Linked DNA regions of Pan troglodytes: region 2 is linked to region 1. Evidence: chromatin contacts called from public capture Hi-C data. All regions are on one chromosome and are shown on one strand. Each heading gives the region's core, a stretch centred on a gene start, on an enhancer-like site or on the middle of the called end of the contact. The rest is flanking DNA. Distances are from core to core; before and after follow the strand shown. Region 1 has its middle 130 kb from the start of ADAMTS15. Region 2 overlaps LOC134807397 (a long non-coding RNA gene).

Region 1 (4,931 bases), core at 2,107-4,606:
AGTATATACGGGTTCCTTCTTAATGCATAAATATTAATGCTCTAAGTTTGGTTCTCTTAAACATTTCTATTCTTAATTCTTGTTTTTTTTTTTTTTTTCTTTTTGAGACTGAGTTTCGCTCTTGTTGCTTGGGCTGGAGTGCAGTGGTGCGATCTTGGCTCACTGCATCCTCTGCCTCCCAGGTTCAAGTGATTCTCCTGCCTCAGCCTCCCGAGAAGCTGGGATTACAGACCCCCGCCACCATGCCCAGCTAATTATTTTATTTTTAGTAGAGACGGGGTTCCACCATGTTGGCCAGACTGGTCTTGAACTCTTGACCTCAGGTGATCCACCCACCTCGACCTCCCAAAGTGCTGGGATTACAGGCATAAGCCACCATGCCCAGCCTCTATTCTTAGTTCTAAATCTTTCCGGAGTTAAAAATGCTTACCTACTCAGGACATAATGATGCTATCTCAAGCAATTTGAGAGAATTCAGAGATTTTAGCTGGGATTTTAGCCTGGATTCTTGTCAGCCCTATTTGTAGCCTACACATCATGAGTGGTCAGCTGTACTGAAAGGCTGTGCACCCTGGCGTGGGTGCAGGGCTGTTTACCTCTGGCATCTGCCTTGTCTGCTGAGACCTGTGCCATACAGGGTGTTAAGAATTTAGGGCATCCTTTTCTGCTTACTTCCATTTTATATCACCAAGCCCCATCCTGGGCTAGTCAAGGAAATTCTGCCTTCAACCCAGGCTGCTACATGATTTGACTTTGCTTTCCTTTGTCTACAATGTATTAATTTCTTTCCCATCTAGCTGCAGTGACCTTTGACATTGATGGAATTCTATCTTCTTTCCATATTCTCCCTGACCAGTAGGACCACACAGCTCATGCCGTTATGAAAATGATATCCAATTGCATCCTGCAAATCCCACAGCTTCTGAGTGAAAACTCCTGACTATTTTACAAAGGCTTCTTTTGTTTAAAAAGATGTTTTTAAACATAACACTGACTGGTGGAATCTTCAAGGCTTAGAAGAATGAACAAATATTTGGGGGGCACCTGCTATGAGCCAAGTACTTTTTATGTCCTCCAACACCCCTTCAAAGTGCTTATTTTTATCCCCATATTCAAATGAGGAAGCAGAGGCCACATGGCAAATATATGGAGGAGCTGGGACGAGATTTTTAAGATTGTTTGCAAAATGCACCATCCTTCCACGATCCCAGTTCCCATGGCTTTCAAGAGTTTATTTCCAGGGTCTGTGAACAATGAACCAGTCTCCTCACATGTTCGCTCTGACTACCAAAACTTTTAATAGAAACCTGGTATTTCCCAGCAACCACAGGCTCAAAAGCAATAATCTGTTCACTAGGCCCCTTCCCCTAATATTTCTTAAGCCACCAAAAAATCTGGTGAAGATCTCCAAAGATTTTCATGATAGAAACATGTCCAGGGCAAGCCTAAGAGTTACAGCCACAGCCTTGGGTCCAGGTGCCAAGGTCAGCCTTGCAAAGTTCTAGTCCTGGCTTCAGCTGAGATCTTTGGGCCTCCTTCCCTCTCCAGGAGGCCCTCCAACAGTTGGAGACATGAGCACTTCTGCCTCCCACTCTCCTCTGCCTTCTCTTCTGTTTGCCCAGTGAGATCTGCTTCCACTGCCAAGTCCCCATGTGGCTTGTGGCTCACACTTTCCTAGGAAGGGAATGGGAACCGAGGCCTCAAGCTCTGACGGCTGGGCCAGGTGGCTGAGTCTCCTTTGCCGTGTTCAGGCAGCTGGCTGGCTTCTTTTCATGCACCCTCAGTGGTCACCTGAGAAGGAAGTAGAAGTGTATTTGATGTCTTCATAGAAATTCATTGTCCCCTGTGCTGGGGTGTGGGGGTGGGTCATGCTGGTCATGCTGGCAGAGGGTGGAAGCGTTCCAGCAGAGCTCCAAGCAGATGGCAGCATTGAGGGGACACCTGATGTGGCTCAATGCCAGCCTGCAGGGCACTGGAGCCACAGCAAAATGATCACGGCACTGGGGATGGGTCCTTGATTCCTGTCTTGGCTCTGTCATTGCCTGGCTGCGTGATTTTAAGCTAAGATATTGTCTTAGTCCATTCAGGCTGCTATAACAAAATGCCTTAGACTGGATAACTTATGAACAAAGACATTTATTTCTTACAGTTCTAGAGGGTGGGAAGTCCAAGCTCAAGTGACAGTGGGTTGGGTGTGTGGTGGAGATTTGCTTTCTGCTTCACAGTCAGTGCCTTCTCTCTGGCTACCTGGCTCATATATGGAGGCCTCTAGCTATGTCCTCAGATGATGGAAGCAGCACTTTGGTGTCTCTTTTATAAAGCACTAATCCCATTAATGAGGGCATCACCCTCAAAACCTAATCACCTCCCAAAGGCTCTACATTCTAATACTATCCCATTGGGGATTAAGTTTCAACATATAAATTTTGGGGGGTACAAAAACATTCAGACCATAACAACTATGAATTAAGGTCTTTTCCTCTCATTGCTCAACAGTTTTCTTTAAAAAGGTCTTTAAAATGCCCTTCTAGACTTACTTACACATAAGTTTTTAAAAAATTGTACATGCCTAAGAAAGGAAACTTTGAGTAAAATAGATTGAATAAAATATTCCTAAAACTTTCTCACATTTGGAGTCCCACTTTTCTGAATTACTTTTTGGCTTAGTCATTAAAAACCATATTTTCTCTACAATGTCATCCTGGGTGCTAGGTAAGTCTGTGATGACATGTTGATGGGGGTCACAGGAAGGGAGGGACCCAGAAATGCCCAAGGCCTGCCTCACTAATCACATTCCCACCAAGCCTTCTAAGATTCCCGAGGCAGGACCCACTTAAGGAGCAGTAGTTGGATAGGAGTAGAAGCATCACTTGCCTGTCAGCACTGATAACTCTGATCAAAATACTTAGAGGGCTTGTCTTGGGAGGCCAAAATGAAGATTTCTACTTGGGCTTTAAATCTCAATTCAGGACTACTCTGTTCCCACAGGGTGTCGGGTATTAATGTGGGAACCTGGGGTATCTAAAAGGTAGCACTGTCTGTCCTATGCCATGAGATGTTGCCCTACCAGAGCATGAAATCTTGGTTTTCTGGTTTCTTTATCAAAGGGTTAGCTCAGAGCACCATAGATAGCCACAGGCTATGGGACCAGATCCATTCTCTGGACTGGCATGGGTGCCAGTTGCTGAGCCAGGGACAACAGCTTGAGTCTCAATTAGGGGGCTGGGTCAGACAGCCAAAAGGAGATGCCTGAAAGGGAGTCAGTGATTCAGTCGAGTTCCATTGTTTTCTGGAAGAGGAAGGCTGAGCAGCATTAATGGCCACATTCATTCTGCAGACAAAAGAACATTTGGTGAGATGATTCACCCCCTTCCCAGCCACGCCTCCCTTTATCACTTCACAGGATGCTGTACAGACAGAAGGTATTTAAACCTGCTGGCTTGGGCCCAGTTTCCCATCCCACTCTAGATACTCAGTGCTCTCTTTCCTTTTCATCCTGGGGACCAGGCAGGGAAGTGGGAATAGGCAGGTATTAGTCCTGGGAAGTAATCTTTCCCCCCAAATCAAGAAAGGATTCAAACTTCATATTCCTACGTGGCCTTGAGGAACCTTGGCTATCATTTCTTGCTAAGTTCCCAGGAATAGCTGAGAAACTACTTAAGACAAGCTTAGGGTGATCCTAGCCATCTGTACTTATCCAAACAAATGAAATGAATTAGGACACCCTGTGAGGCCAAAAAGATATGAATATGGCTGTATTTCAAGGTGGCTATCACCATGGGCTCTGGAGCCACAGAGATCTGAGTCTGACGCCCGGCTGTGCTTCTTATCCTGTGATTCTGGGCTCTGAGCCCTCTTTAAACCTCAGTTCCCATCTCTAGAAGGGGACAATAACAGTGCCTACCTCCCATGAGGGTTAACTGAAAGATGTGTGCATTGAAGTTCTCAGCCCAGTCTCCCAGACTGGAGTCCCTTAAGCACTCAATAGACGACAGCAGTTGTTATTCCCGAGGGTGGGAAAGGGTGAAGGCGGATGACTCAGCACAGAATTAGGCATTTAGAGAAGAAATTCTTGTTTCATCCTATTGCCTTTTCCCCCATGGCACATTTTGGTAATGTCTTTAAAATCTTGACACAGTGTGGTGTCTTGCCTAAAATGATATAATAATGAAGCCACTGATGGAATGTGGTGAGGGATGGGGTGTGTGTATGTGTGTGTGTGTGTGTGTGTGTGTGAATATGTGGTGCCAAATTGGAGAATAAGGATAAGTTTATTAATTCTTTGGTAATTTCAGGCAATAATTGCATTACTGTGACAGTCCTATCAGGAGATGAAATTTGCCACTGTGATGATCTGTTTTTCTTCTATTTTCTGGATTAAGATGTCAATGTTTTTAAAGGTCTCAGGCATCTTCCCAGCCTTAACTGAAACCAGTAACTACAGAAATAATTATGTTTCTAGAAACACCAACAGGAACTCAATGCTGGTTTCTGTGTAGGAGCCTGTGATCTCGACTTGGTCTCTAGCCCATCTGTGAAGGGAAATATTCTAAAACTTTATTAAACTGCTGTCCTTAGGATGCTGGCATTGGAGTTGTGGCTAACAGTAGGTGGTGTTAAGGGTAAAGAATACAGTGAGAAGCCTTTCATGCCAAACAGCCCATCTTTTCTGGGTAAACAGTCTGCTCCTGAAGAATAATCCAGCTAGCTGAGATGAACTGGAAATTCACATCGCAGTCTTCATTACAGCTGAACTCCCAATTGCATTCCAGAGATGGCCTGGGCTGGGTGAGACAGACTGATATTCCTTATCTGAAAGTTCCAACTTCCATTGCTGAGGCCCCAAGAATAAGAAAAAAGGCTTTGAAAAAATCTAAGGAAAACTGAAACGCCAAGAAGTTTTTATCAGAAAATCATTCTGATATCATTCT
Region 2 (4,903 bases), core at 260-2,759, 280 kb after region 1:
GCTGAATTCATAGAAACACTGAGTAAAATAGTGGCTAACAGGCTGAAGGGTTGGAGGATTGGGGAGATGTTGGTCAAAGGACACAAAATTTCAGTTAGGAGGAAGAAGTTCAAAGATCTATTGTATAACATGGTGATTACAGTTAACAACATATTGTATATTTGAAAATTGCTCAGAGTATATTTTAAGTGTTCTCACCATAAAAAATCATATGTGAGATAAGACATATTTTAAATAGCTTGATTTAGTCATTCCACAATGTAAACATATATCAAAATGTTATGCTGTACCCAATAAATCTATATAATTTTGTCAATTAAAACAAATATAGTATAATGTAATATAGTATAATAATAGAATATAAATCAATAGTAAGTGCTATGAAGAAAAATCAGCAGGATAGGGATTATGGGATAAGGAATGTTATTTTTTAGACAGGGTGGTCAGGAAAGCCTGAGAAGGTGGCATTTGTGCAGAGACAGTGGAGTAGGGGAGTGAACCATGCCGGGTAGAGGAAAGAGCAAATGAGAAGGCCTCATATTCAGGCATGTGCTTGGTGTGTAAGGGCACTGGTAGACCAGGGGAATGAGGCTGTATTCCTGGATGTGGTCTTAGGTTTTGATTCTAAGATGGCTTTAGAGTTTAAGAGCATTCTCAAGAGTCAGTGTTGTGTGCAAGGCTCACTGCTAGGCCCTGGGAGTACCCAGAGATAAAACACTAGTCTAGTGCTAGAGGACACTCCTAAGGGACATGCACTCATCTACACAAGAGAAGGTACTGACGGTGGAAGGACGCATGTGCCAAGCATCCAATGCATGGCGCAGACACTAGTTCTGAAGGAGCTCCAGAGATGGGGACTTGGGCACTGAGAGATGCCTGGGCGAGCAAGGGGAGTTTAATGTGGACCTTGAGGAAAGGACCAGGCAAACTGAGAGGCAGACTGTTCAGGCAAGGAAGGAGTGAGCAGAGGGAGTCGGCAGAAGTGGGCATGGCCTAATTGGCAATGGCTTGGTTGGAACAAAAGCATCTCACAGCAGAGCCATGGGAAATAAGGGGTGTGAAGAAGCTAACCAAGGAGGAAGGAAGTGGCCTGATTCCTCAAGGCTGGATAAGAAGGCGCTCCTCTGAATTCAAATGAGACTCCATGATCAACATGGTTAGGACTTTGATGCTATTATTCTAGGAAAGGGTTAATGGTTTCCCCTTGAGGCCTCATTCTCTAAGTGCTGAAAGGGCTGTATACCTCACAGGCCACTAGGCCCCACCTGCCCCAGAGGCCCAGTTAAGGAAGGATGGCTGCTTAGCGCTGCCTCCAGGGTGGAGTCTTCTCATGTGAATGGCTGCTCTCCGCACTCTGCCTAAGTCCTCCAGCTGCTCAAGGGCCTTGTGACCAGAAATCACCTTTCTGAAAGCCAACCTGACTGGCCCAGGAGTGAGCCCATCTCCATCCCAGCCTGTGTCTTCCTGTCCCTACTCCTGAGTATGAAGATGTGCAAGACCCTAACTTACTGGAGCACGGCTTGGAGCCTCGGGCATCAGACCCTGTGTCCACTGAGAACTGTGGATGTGGAATATGCCCAGGACTGCATTCTCAGCCGTGCCTGCCAGCTGCACACTGGTGCCCGCCTGCTGCACCATCTATGAGATAATGTCTCTCCATTTTGGGATTGTGACATAGTTACATCAGACCTCAATGGCCAGTGCTTGCATTCCAGGCCTGAGATCAGTGTGACAGCAGAGAAACCTGAGCCGCGAGGGACATTCTCAGGCTCAAAAATCACAAACCCGACAGGGAAAGGAATTTGATCAGAAAACAACACCATTTAGGTTATTTTAATGCCTGGATCTGAGCTGCCCTTTAAGCAGAGCCCCTTCTGTTGCAGGACTTTATTACCAAGTGACCCCGGCAGATGACTTTCATTTGTTTTTAACTGTAGAACAAGGTCATGTTTGCTTCGGGCATACTACATGGAGTGGACTTTGGGTGACAGGGTAAGCCCTGGCTCAGGCCTGTTTTTCCATGCATGCAGCATGCAGGCTGACAGGGCAGAGGCCAGGTTCTGAGGCTTTGTAGCAGATGGCCTCCTGTGTGCAGGGAGAACTTCTTCCACTCTTGCACATACGACTCCTAAACCTTCTACCTTTACGGAGGCATATACTGTTGAATGCCACCTAGGCATTCTTTGATCATCTGAAACTTGCGACTAAGAGGTGGGAAGAGACAACTGTCAACCACTTAGAGGTGACCATTAGTTCCCCGAACAGTCAATCAATTTAGGAATCAAGAAACATTTGTGTATCTATTTACTAAGCATTTTTTATGTGCAGGAGAGAGTACAAACCAACATGCAACATAGTCTTCATTCTTAAAACAGTACATAATAAAGGTATGAAAAACAACATTTGTATTCAGAGAACTCTAAGACAAATGGTCAAATATTCAAATGGCCTGGCACTAGTGGTAATTCCAGCGTACAAACAGCATGAGAAAAGGCCGGGAGACAGTAATAAATACGTGCCCATTGCAATGAGTTACCCAGTCAAGCCCTTTTACCTCCTTAAGATGGCAGATTAGAAGACCCTCTTCCCCAGGAGAGCGGGAGCGTCTGCCTTCGGGCTGTCAGTAATATTAAATAAGAGTGCTGGATTTATAAATTTTAAAAACATAAGAAGGTTTGACATTCTGCCCAGAGCGACGGAGGGCAGCGTGGTTTACCAGCGAAAGGACTGAACAGAGTGCCAGGGGCCCTTAGCTCTAGACCTACTGAACAGAAAGACCTTGGGGGAACTTCTCATTGAAACACTGAAGGCTTTAGGTTCACACCTGTACACGAAGGATCGTCCTGGTGTAGGGCAGCAGAAATGCCACTGAGCTAGAAGCTGGAAGACCCAGGTCCTGGCTTTGCTAATAATAATGACATTTATTATGCACTGTGTGCTAGAGGTTGTTCTTAAACGTATGAGCTCATTTAGCTCCCGTGCCCACCCAATCTCTGTGAGGAAAGCTCTATTCTTACGAGCATTTAATGGACAAGGAAACTAAGCCACAGAGGTGTGAAATCCCTTTCCTAAGGCCAGACAGCTAACTACTGACAGAGCTGGAATTCTACCTGGTTGGTTGTCGGCATAGCCCACGTTCTTAATCCCCGTGCTGCTGCCTCCCAATAAACTGGGTGAGTGATCCTGGGCAAAAGACAAGCTCTCTGCATTTCAGTTTCCTCTTCAGTAAAATGAGAACATGAGTATTAATAACTTGCCAAATTACCTTAAACAGTGATTGTCAAGATCTAAATAAGACATTGGATATGAAATACTTTGTGATATAGAAAGTCCTATACATGTGTGAAGTCTGTTCCTCAGAGGAATGATGAAAAGATGAAATGAGATGGCTGATGGGAAACGCTCTGGGACATGAACATAAAAGTGCGACCTAGATGATCAGTGCCACCACCATCCTGGGAAAAGCTAACTGGCGGTGAGCATGCTCTTGGACTCCATGAAAATTTAAGGATGTGGCTTCTTTTTCATATCTGTATGGTATCTTTACTCAACTTGATTTTGGCAGGTTTAAAGAGGAAAAATGAAGGATAGGAAGTTTTTATCCTAGAAGCCTAGAGAAAGTGAAGTATATTCCTTTCAAGAAGAGAATCCCCGGGTTTCTTTCCTTTCTTCCTTCCTTAAATTGAGACCCAAATGAGGTGGAAGACAATCTCTACTGAGATGAGATGCATTTTTAGGACAAACATGGAGACCATCATCGTTGTTCCGGAATCTGGCCATGTGCTAAGAGACAGCTTCTGCTCCCTATCTGATATTACCAAGCTGGACAGCATCTTTTCTATGATCCAGTTCAACTTCTTTGTATGGAAGAAACTGAGGTCCAGGGAAGTGAAGAGATTGGTCCAAGATCACTGGAACCCACGACTACAAGGCAGCTCTTCCGACGCCAGGCAAATGTGTGTTCCTCCCCATTTCACTGCCTTTCCTTTGGGTGGGTTTGGGGGGAGTGAAATTTTTATGAGAACCCACATCATAATCCTGTGACAATTCCAAAGAACGAAATGATTTTTTAAAAAATCTCTTCTCTGAAATGGCTCCATCTCTGCCTTCATATTGCCTGAAGAGTTAAACAGACACAATCTGGATGAGTCTCAAAGATAGTAAGAATCACCTGTTTTCTCGTGGTAAGAAGGTGCTTCCAGAAGGCTGATTTTTCACTTCTCATGCCTTCCCTTTTCACACACTGGGGGCAGAGACTCTCTCCTACTGACAGGAAGAGAATTAGCCTCCTTTGGTGTTACTGCTCCTTTCCACTTTAGCTCAGCATTATACACACAAAACGGGTGGGTGCGGAGCCCTTTCACCAGGAACTGGGTTGCAAAGTCTGTTAGTGGAAAAAAAAGCAACACCCTTCTTGAGCCCGTAATTTATCAGATTTTTTTTCCTGTGGCGATACAGAGGCCCCTTCACCCCAGCAACCAAGAGGCTACAGCTGGATATGTGCTTATGAGATGGGTCATAGTTAAGAGCTGCCAGCCTGGGGTCTGTTTCTGGGACATTTCCACCTTAGATTAGACAGGCATTGGAGTCAGGAGCTAGCTGGTTACTGTAGCAACAGGCCTTCAAAGCTTCACATTTCAAATGGAAGCTGCTACGCTATGAAACTTGCTCAGGACACCCTTTTTCTCAGTTTGAGGTTAAGTACTCCTCCGCCCCCCACCCCCGACCACACCCCATGCCCAGTATACTCTTAGAGCAGAGAGGAGGTCTGGAGGAGACAAGGGCCTAAGGCTTCACCCTTGCTCACTTGGAACTAGGCATTCTTGCTGTCATCTGGTTTAGTCAAGGGGGTTGTGAGGCGTGTGGGCTCCATTGTGAGTGTAGGAAAGATGGAAAGAAAATT

Evidence for each region. Capture Hi-C pulls out chosen DNA fragments and counts their contacts.
Region 2: a capture Hi-C map of stem cell-derived neural stem cells shows a contact between it and region 1, with 4 times the contacts expected there. The contact joins two enhancer-like sites. A contact is called at or near these places in 1 of 7 Hi-C or Micro-C datasets (stem cell-derived neural progenitor cells) and 1 of 1 other capture datasets (stem cell-derived neural stem cells).

What each region holds. Positions count from the first base shown.
Region 1 is chr9:132,507,440-132,512,370 of NHGRI_mPanTro3-v2.0_pri, forward strand. No RefSeq gene overlaps it. Among named protein-coding and RNA genes, the nearest start is that of ADAMTS15, 130 kb to the left of the region's middle. Within about 2 kb of position 3,357, at least 12 of the 24 cell types and tissues checked have an H3K27ac peak or open chromatin away from gene starts, as enhancers often do. A contact at or near this core is called in stem cell-derived neural stem cells, where this site is marked.
Region 2 is chr9:132,794,267-132,799,169 of NHGRI_mPanTro3-v2.0_pri, forward strand. LOC134807397 (a long non-coding RNA gene) reads right to left here. Exons shown (of 2, transcript XR_010147711.1): 2 at 2,288-4,117. Among named protein-coding and RNA genes, the nearest start is that of SNX19, 50 kb to the right of the region's middle. Within about 2 kb of position 1,510, at least 6 of the 24 cell types and tissues checked have an H3K27ac peak or open chromatin away from gene starts, as enhancers often do. A contact at or near this core is called in stem cell-derived neural stem cells, where this site is marked.